2 separate regions of the Cricetulus griseus genome follow, and region 2 is linked to region 1. A link is a contact called in public Hi-C data. All regions are on one chromosome and are shown on one strand. The core of a region is the stretch at or near the end of the contact, and the rest is flanking DNA. Distances in the headings are between cores, read along the strand shown. Region 1 overlaps Ahdc1 (AT-hook DNA-binding motif-containing protein 1). Region 2 holds the start of Ahdc1 (AT-hook DNA-binding motif-containing protein 1).

Region 1 (4,219 bases), core at 575-3,074:
GAACAGTCTCAGAGAGTAGCCCCCGATTTCTGCCTATTATTTGGTCCCAACCTAACACTGGATCATTGGTTTATGCTCTATGAACAGGTTGCCATATTGCCTAGTGCTTCCCATAGGGAGAAGGCAGGGCTGACTCAGGGAGAGTGTGAGAAAGGACACTCCTGTGGGCCCCTGTGGTAGGCAGTGACATGTAACCCACTGACATTCTAAGCATCACCAGGGCAAGGCTCTCTGTCCCGCTCACTGCATCTCTCGACATCTGGAAAGGAATGCGGCCCATAGGAGGAGTGTGCAGAAAGAACTTTGCAATCCACATACATGACCCACCGAGTCCTCACAGCAACCCAGGAGGCATGCATGGCTTCTCATCCTGGAGCTACAGAGCAAACAGACCCAGAGCCCTTGTGAAACTCGCCTGAAGCCACACAGCTGTTCTGAGGCAGAGTTCCTGAAGCTCTTAAGGCCAAAGCCTCTCTCCCACTCTCAGCTCCTGCAACAACCCTTCAGCCACTTCTGGAAAGGCTCCTTCTAGAGCTGTGGTCTAATTTAAGGCTGGGAGGAACACTGAAATTATCTAAGCCATTGGCTTCCAAACCCTGAGCCCGGGGGAGCGGAGGAGCTGTGTAACACTCCAGATACCCAGGCCCCAGTCCAGGAGGGCCTGACTCACACATCTGAGGGACATCTGGGAAGCTGTCATTATGATCTGCGCCCCCAGTGGGTACCCTGGGCTCTAGTACCATTTTACCGAAGAGGAGACCCAAATGGGAAGAGCTTAGGAGACTTCACTTAAAGCCACAAATGGCACACAAAGGACCCATCTTGTTGTTCATCCAGGTCAGTCTCCATTTCTGTCCACTCTCCATCCTTCTGCCTCCCCTGCACCTGCTAACTCAAGGCTCTGATTTCTCCTAGCTGTGGACCTGTGTCTCTTCCAGCTCAGCACTGCTTCTCTCTCTCTCTCTCTCTCTCTCTCTCTCTCTCTCTCTCTCTCTCTCTCTCTGTATGTGTGTGTATGTGTATGTGTGTGTGTGTGTGTGTGTGTGTTCGCGTGCACGCACACACCTCTCACAGTGTAACCTGGAATTCTATGTACATCAAGCTGGCCTAACAGGCAGCTGTGCAACCAAGGAAAACCTTGAATTTCTAATCCTCCTGATCCTGCCTCCTTAATGAGATCACAGGGTGTACCACCACACCCAGTTTTTGTGGGTGCTAGAGATTGAACCCAGGACTCTGTGCACAGGAGGCAAATACTCTACCAACTTAGCTACATTTCCAACCCCATCCCACCCCCCTTTCTTTCTGGGAGACAACATTTTACTTGGAGTCATGGTTGGCCTAGACATCACCATGTAGACAAAGCTGAACTCAGACTTGCAGCCATTCTCCTGCCTCTGCCAGTGTTGACAACACAAGCATGTACCACTGTGCCCAGTGAGTTTAGCTAGTACTGCTATTTTTGAAGAGAGAATACCTTCAGTGTATAGGAAAAGCCAGGCAAGGGCACACACCTTTAAACTCAGTTTTCAGGAGGCAGAGGCAGGCAGATCTCTATGAGTTCAAAGCCAGCCTGGTCTACAGAGTGAGTTCCAGGTCAGTTGGACTACAGAATAAGACCCTGCCTCAAAGTATGGAAGCAGCTCAGGCTCTGGAATTGCCAGGTCAATTTCCAGAAATAAGCTTGACCTGGCTTTCAGAGCTACCTACCAGCAACCACCATTCCTCCCTTGCTGTGGGTGGGGCTCAGCAGCCTTTCCTGCTCTAGAGGCCTCCCACTTGGGGCCTGAGGGTGTGATCTTGGCAGAAGAGACAAACCTCTCCAGTGGTTGCTTCTGCTCCACCCACCCATGAAGACCTTTGGCCACATCCTCCTGACTGTCCACTGCTCTTTTGCAGCCTTCAGGATCTGAGGGAAGCAGCTGGCTCCCTTCCCCACCACACCCCAACAGGCAGCCATTCTGTTGGCCTCTTCTCAAAGGTACCACCTAGCCCAAGTCTGTGAATGAAAAGTCAAAAGGGCCCTCTGTCTGCTGTCTGTTCCCGGGTCAGTGTCTGAGCTTGCCCACAGGGACACCAGCTGGCTAGAAGGGGGGGCCCCAACCTGCAGAGCACAGTGCCGGGAAGCACCAGCCCACATCCTTGATCCCAGCCCCACCCTCCCCCGCTGTGGCTATGACCACCCCACCCCTTCCCCAGCCCTCCTCCCCCTCACCCACCCCTAACCTCCCCAGGGGAGCCAAGCTGCCAGCCCCAGTCTCACTTCCGGCCTCATGACCCTCCCTCCAGCCTGCATGCACCCCCCTCCCATCTCCCTCAGCTGGTTTGAAGGCCCAAGGATGTCCCTGGCCTCCTCGCAGTGGGAAACCCTGCTGCTCTGTAACCTTCCTCAGGACCTCTTTTCTCTACTGAGGCTTTACCTTCCAGGATCAGCCACCCTCCCTCTCAGGAACTTGGTATCACCCACTCTGTCTTCCCTTCCTTTTAGCCTCTAGTGCCCACCCAACCTGCAAATCTTCTAGCAAGCAGATTCCGCCCCAGGTCAGAGCAAAACAATGAACCAGTCACTTATTTTGAATTTAAATGTGAGCACAGAGAGGCTTAGTCATACCATTAAGGACACACAGCCATGCCATTCAGTCTTGCTGTTGTACACATTTGGTTTTGTTGGGATCCTCTAAACCAAATTGCTTCACCACCCAGAGATTCAGCCTAGTTCACCTACCCTAACTATCTCAACTATCAATTCTAACCTATCTTTCTCCTAGCTTCGTACCTGCCATCAAGATGCACTACCTTCCCTGACCACTAGGTGTCCCCTTGGAGCCACTGATGCCCCAAGGGGAGCTGGTCCTGCCCCGCCCCCGAGCCATCAGCTCCCCTGACCCCAGCACAGTACAGCACTGCATAACCCACCCTACCCTATCCCCAGCCACACAGAGCTCCTTTGTGCAGCCCCCGCCCACCCTCTTCCTGTCCAGAGTGGGGCACCTGGCAAGCAGGTCTGTTCCTGTACCGCCCCCTGCCAGCCCCTTGTCTTGGGTGCCAGGTGTGTAGGCGCCACTGCCAGCTCTCACTGGACCCGAGGGTCACCCCACTGGCAGCCCTCCCTTCCTCCCTCCGAGGTCACCCAGGGACTGTGCTTCCTGCCCCACTCCACCCCCATCCCCTCCTGCCCTTGGCCCTTCCAGACTCCTGTCCTTGTCTTTCCTTCTGTCTCCCAGAGGACTCCCTCCTCCAGAACCACTAGCACCTCCTCCCACCTCTCTCCCGCCCCCGCCCATGTCCCTCCCCAGAGAGAGCCAGTTTTGCCCCGCCCCTTGCTGCCGACCAGGTCGGAAGAACTCCTCCCCCTGGAAAGTCACTGTTGGAAAGGAAGTGACTTCAGCAATTTGGCCACAAGGCTGGGCACTGCTGAGTCCAGATCAGCCCGTCTTGCCCAGCCCACCTCCAAAGTACAAAGGAAGCCATGTGCACAGGCCAACTCACCTAGCACTGGGAACCCTAGGCACACACCAAACCCACCTGAGGGTATTTGAATCTTGACCACACACTTCTCCATAGCACCCTGTGTGGTAGAAACGACCTAGGATGCCCACACACAGCACAGGACACAGATTCAGTACAGCCACCTCCACAGCGTACCACATGTGAAGCCCTTACCTATCCCCCAGCCTGGACCACTTACATAACTCTTGTATACACAATCTTATGCACTAAGGGCAGAGAGCCCTCCACACCTGCTTGCACACAAACCCAGCTCCAGTTCATTTACAGCCTCACATCCTCCCACAGCCCTGCCTCCCCACCCTTCCTATCCCTGGTGGCCCAACCCCCTTACAGACCTCAGGAATGCTCCTTTGGAAGTTGGGTGGGGTTCCCAGCAGGCTAAACTCTAAGGAGCTTCCTGGAGCCTGAGGCTTCATGTGTCAGTTCAGGGAGTTGCCTCTACAGGGCAGGGCAGCCCCACCTGGCCTCTGTGGCTGGGAGCCTGGGTGGGCTAACCTAGGCCAATGGAAAGATGGATCCTACCACTGCCCAGTCCCCAGATGGTTGCAGTCACAGTCACACCTGGACCACCATACCATACCTTCCCATCTTAGCGCTTCCAAAGACCAGTAAAGAGGTGTCATGGGGTGGGGGTGGGGGTGGGGGAGGACACGGACAACCAGTTGCACCTATCAGGAACTCTGGTTTCCACCTCTGCCCTGAATCCTGG
Region 2 (4,219 bases), core at 897-3,396, 47 kb after region 1:
GCCCAGCCCTGCCTCCCAGGGTGACGCCTGGGCCCATATTCAGCTGGCCCTGCCAGTCAGGCACTGGTGCAGAACCGAGGGCACCAGGCTCAGCCCCTCCCAGCCCAGCCCCAGGGCCCCCAAGCTAGGAGGGAGGGGAGACTCCCCACCCCTCCACATCTGGCCCTGGCCCCTAGGGTCTGCGGTAGAGAATTCCCGCCCCCGCTTCTCTCCCTCCTCCTGCTCTGTGCGATCTGTGCCCGCTGCCCGCCTCAGGGACAGCCCCAGCTCCCGCCTCCGGCCAGCAAGGCCCACATCCTTCCTCCCTCAGCTGGCCCCTTTGCTTGGCAGGAGGGTGGGGGGTCAGGCTGCTGGGGAACCCTCCCCCTAGCTCCCATCAGTCCTCATCCCCAGCCCCCAAACTCTGGGTTGCTGTCCCTTTTCCTGTAGAACAGGAAACAAGGTTATTTCCTAGTCTCAGAGCCAGCCCCCTGCCCCTCTGGCTCTGCCCGGGGACCCAGACCCAGCCGGGAAAGGCGCCCTCAGCCAGAAAGCAGAGATTCAGCAGCTCACCCCAGCTCCCGACCTAGGGGGCTGACAGCTGTCACTCAGCACCCCACCCCCTGGGGAAGAGGGGGCCCAATACAATCAGAGCCCTAGAGGAAACGTATTGATAGGCGATTATTTATTTATTTATGCAAAAGTGAGCCGACTTTGTTCGCCAGGTAACCGGGCACGCGGCCCAACCCCTCTGGCCAGGCCGCCCCCAAATCCCTCCTCCACCCCACACCCCCTCCAGGTCATTAGGTCCCCGCCCCTCAACTCCCAGAGCGCCAGCGGAACCTTGGGATTTGGGGGCTGAAGGGGAGGGGCTCCTCCCTCCGCAGTCTCCCCTTTTCCCAGTGCCTATCCTAAAATCCAGCCTTGTTCTCCGCTCCCACGGTCCCCCTACATCCCACCCCCCCACATTCTCAGCAAGCTGGAGAGCAAATTGCAGTTTTAAATCCAAAGGCGGAGGGAGGGGGAAGGAGGAGGGGGTGCGCGGCAGCGCTGGGCGCGCACCTCGCCCCCGAGCCGGGGGAGCCGCGGGGCGGCCAGGAAACCCGAGAACCCCCCCTCCCCGCCCCCCCTCCCGTCCACCTCCCCTCCCCCTTCCCGGCGCTGCCTGCCAGGCTTCGAGCCGAGCCCAGCCGAGCCGCGGGCCCCGGTGGAAACAAAGACCGATCGCACCGCGGGCACCGCAGCCACGGGGTCCGGCGGACCGGACTGGGGGCGCTGGGCCCCCCCTCAGTGCGCTGCACAAAAGAGCCTGACCGGCCGGTCCCCAGTGGCGTCTAGAGCTGGGCAGGAGGCGCTACTTACCGGAGTGCTGGGCTGCCGGCTCCGGGGTCCGAGCCAGGCGAGGGGTTTCGGGGGGCGTCTATCTTCCGCCAGCGGCAGCGACGCGGGCGCCCGGCTGCTGGGAAGAGGAGTCGTAGAGGAGCCCTGAGCCGCCTGCCGTCGCTGACAGCATGGCTCGCGCCTCGGCTCACATTCTCCGCCGCTAACTCCGCTGGACACGGCCCCCCGCTCCCGCGGCGCCCCCCCACCACGATCACTCCTTCGCTATCTGAGCCCCACTCGCTCCCCCAGCCGCGCACACACTCTCACAGCCCTGGACACCCCCGCCCCCAACCCCCCCAATTGCAAACCTGGGAGGGAAGGCGCCCCGCGTAGTCCTCCTGCTCCTCCTCCGCCGCCCTCCTCCCTCCCGCTCTGTCTGTCTGTCTGTTTGTCTGCCTGTCTCTATTTCTCGCTCTCTCTGCCTTTCTCTGCTCTCTGAGCTGGGTGGGAAAAGGAAATGAGGACAGAAAGCAGACGCTGGCTTTGGGTGGTGGTAGCTGGATTCCCTCTCTCCCTCCCTCCTCCCTCCTCCCCTCCCTCCTCCTGCCTTCTGCTCTCTCCGCTGCGAGCGGGGCTGAGCGCAGCCTGGCGGGTGGCTCGCTCTGCCCGCCCGCCCGCCTGTCTGTCTGTCTGGTCTGCCTCGCTCGCTCGCTCCCTCCCTCCGTCTCTCGCCCTCGCCCTGCCTGCCTGCCTGCCTGCCTCTCTCCGTCTCCACCGCCGCCGCCGCTGCCTCTGCGAGCTCGCCTTACCTTCGCTGCTCACCATCCGGAACCCCAGGGGGGAGCGCGCGCAGGGCACGCCGGGACTTGTAGTCCCCGCTCGGCCGCTCCGCGCGCTGGGCGGGCGGGGTCGCTCCCGCGGCTCCGACGGCGCGGCCCGAAGCGGACCCCGTGCCTGAGTCTCCCTGGCCGGGATGAGTCCCTGTTTATCTAGGAGTGTTGATCCTCCTCCAGACTTAGGAAGGTTCCCGGCGTTCCGAGGCCCCTACCCCGGGCTCTGGCTGCGCCGAGGTTGCGGGTGGTAGTGCAGGGGCGGGGTCTGAGAATGGAATGAGTGGAATAGGGCATCAGAGGATGAGCCAAGAGGGCTGCGACTTTCTGGGGTGTCCCAAACATGTTGAGAGGGGCATGGAGAGAAGTGAGGACTGACATTCTCAATGTGGGGACGTCTTTCCCTTCAATAGAGGCTTCTGGCGAGAAAGCCGCTCTGGAAACGCCAGAGCCTCCTCCGCACTTAGTGGCCCTTCCCCTCAAACTCAGCCCTGGATTTAATTCCTCCAGCGCCTACTTTTTGTTGTCCAAGGGCGGGCGGCGAGGGCGCAAAAATCCTGGACAATTCATAGATACCATGCCTCTTTCCGAATTTAAACAACTGCTTGTAAGCCGAAGTCAACAGTTCTCTAGCTCCTGCTGCGCGTGGGGGCTGGGCTCAGCACTTTCACCTACCTCCTCATCAGGTCACATCTGTTCTCCAGCCCTTGGCTCTGGGCCCCCTGCCTTGTCTACCCCACAGATGGGAATGTGCGCCGCTGAGGAAGGCTTTGTTACCCCAGGGAGCTGGCTGGACAGCCCTGAAAGGAGAATTCCTGCGGCTGCCATTTACTGAGCACCCGGGCACCACGGAGCCCTGGAGCATCTCAACAACCCTAGAAGACCTTATTTCAATTATAGATACAGGAATTCTGAGGCCTAGGTGTCCGGATTAGAAAGTGGTGGATCCAGGCTCTGGCTAATTCCAAAGCTCGCATGCTTAACCCTTGGGCAGTGACGGAGAGGGGTGATCCCCTTGATCCCCCTTTCTGGATGACCTTTCCGTGTGTCTGTGTGTCCTCCCTCGGCACTTCAGTAGACAAGTGTTAGCTGAGGTTTGTAGAAGCCGATGAATAATGCACGATCACTGCTCTGCCACATGTCTACCGACTGACTGCTCCTGAGAAGATCCCAACTTCACAACTGTGGCTGACATTCCTTTGCCCAGTGGCTGCTGGTTTAGTCCATCTTGCCCCACGTCGGGACCTTCTCTGGCAATGCCCTTACTCCGTGGTCCACCTGCTTCTGAGCCTTCTTTGGACTTTCAGGGTAATGGCTAGTCAACCTGTGTCAAAAGTAGACGGTGGCATTATCCTACCCAAAGCACACTCTCACCACCCCTCATACCTTCTCTCCCCTCAACCCCCTCCTATAGAACAATTGGAATCTTTCCAGAAGACAACAAGTAATAGAAGAGGTGAAAGGCTCTAAAAAGTATACCCACTGATGTGGCATAATGAGACCTGCTGGGGAGGCCTCAGTCAGGGGCAGCTTCACTTACAAAGTAACCCTGGGAATTGATTATGATAAGGTCAGTTTTAATAAAAGCAGTAGGTATTTTTGAGGCCCTTTTGTAGCTTCAAATCCCAACTGTGAGGTTATCACAAATAAATGACTTTTTGGAGTCTTGTCATAGCTCTCCTGCCCCGTGCAGTGAAGACTTTAACACTGAAGAGAGTGAGAGAAGCCCAGGGGGTCCCCCAGTCTTTAATTTCTCATGCACCTTTACCACCCTGAGGCCCTACTACGGGATTCGAAGACCCTTACTGTTTGAGTTAAATTCATGGAGAGAGTCGGGTGGAGTAATACAGGAGGTAGAGAGCCGGGCAAAGAGGGGACTGATTGGAGTTCAGGGAATCATGGAAGGAGGGAGAAAGAAGGCTAGTCAGATGATGAGAGGAAACAGAAGTTAGGGAGAATTTTCCAAGTATGCCCTCTCCACTCCAAGCTGCTTCAGGTGTCTCCCTCTGAGGACATAGTCATAGCCCCAAAGTGTTGCAGATTACTGGGAACAAAGCACAGCAGAGTCTTCCTGGAATTTAGGAACA

Evidence for each region. A called contact is a pair of places that touch in the nucleus more often than the background predicts.
Region 2: a Hi-C map of fibroblasts shows a contact between it and region 1, with 4 times the contacts expected there. The contact joins the promoter of Ahdc1 here to the enhancer-like site in region 1. A contact is called at or near these places in 7 of 8 Hi-C or Micro-C datasets (the CHK-Q cell line, the CHL-YN cell line, the CHO-K1 cell line and 2 more).

The regions. Positions count from the first base shown.
Region 1 is chr2:20,205,222-20,209,440 of CriGri-PICRH-1.0, forward strand. The region is part of intron 3 of Ahdc1 (AT-hook DNA-binding motif-containing protein 1); the gene reads right to left. Among named protein-coding and RNA genes, the nearest start is that of Ahdc1, 46 kb to the right of the region's middle. Within about 2 kb of position 1,825, at least 1 of the 6 cell types and tissues checked has open chromatin away from gene starts, as enhancers often do.
Region 2 is chr2:20,251,549-20,255,767 of CriGri-PICRH-1.0, forward strand. Ahdc1 (AT-hook DNA-binding motif-containing protein 1) reads right to left here and starts at 2,147. Exons shown (of 7, transcript XM_027399547.2): 1 at 2,112-2,147; 2 at 1,342-1,438.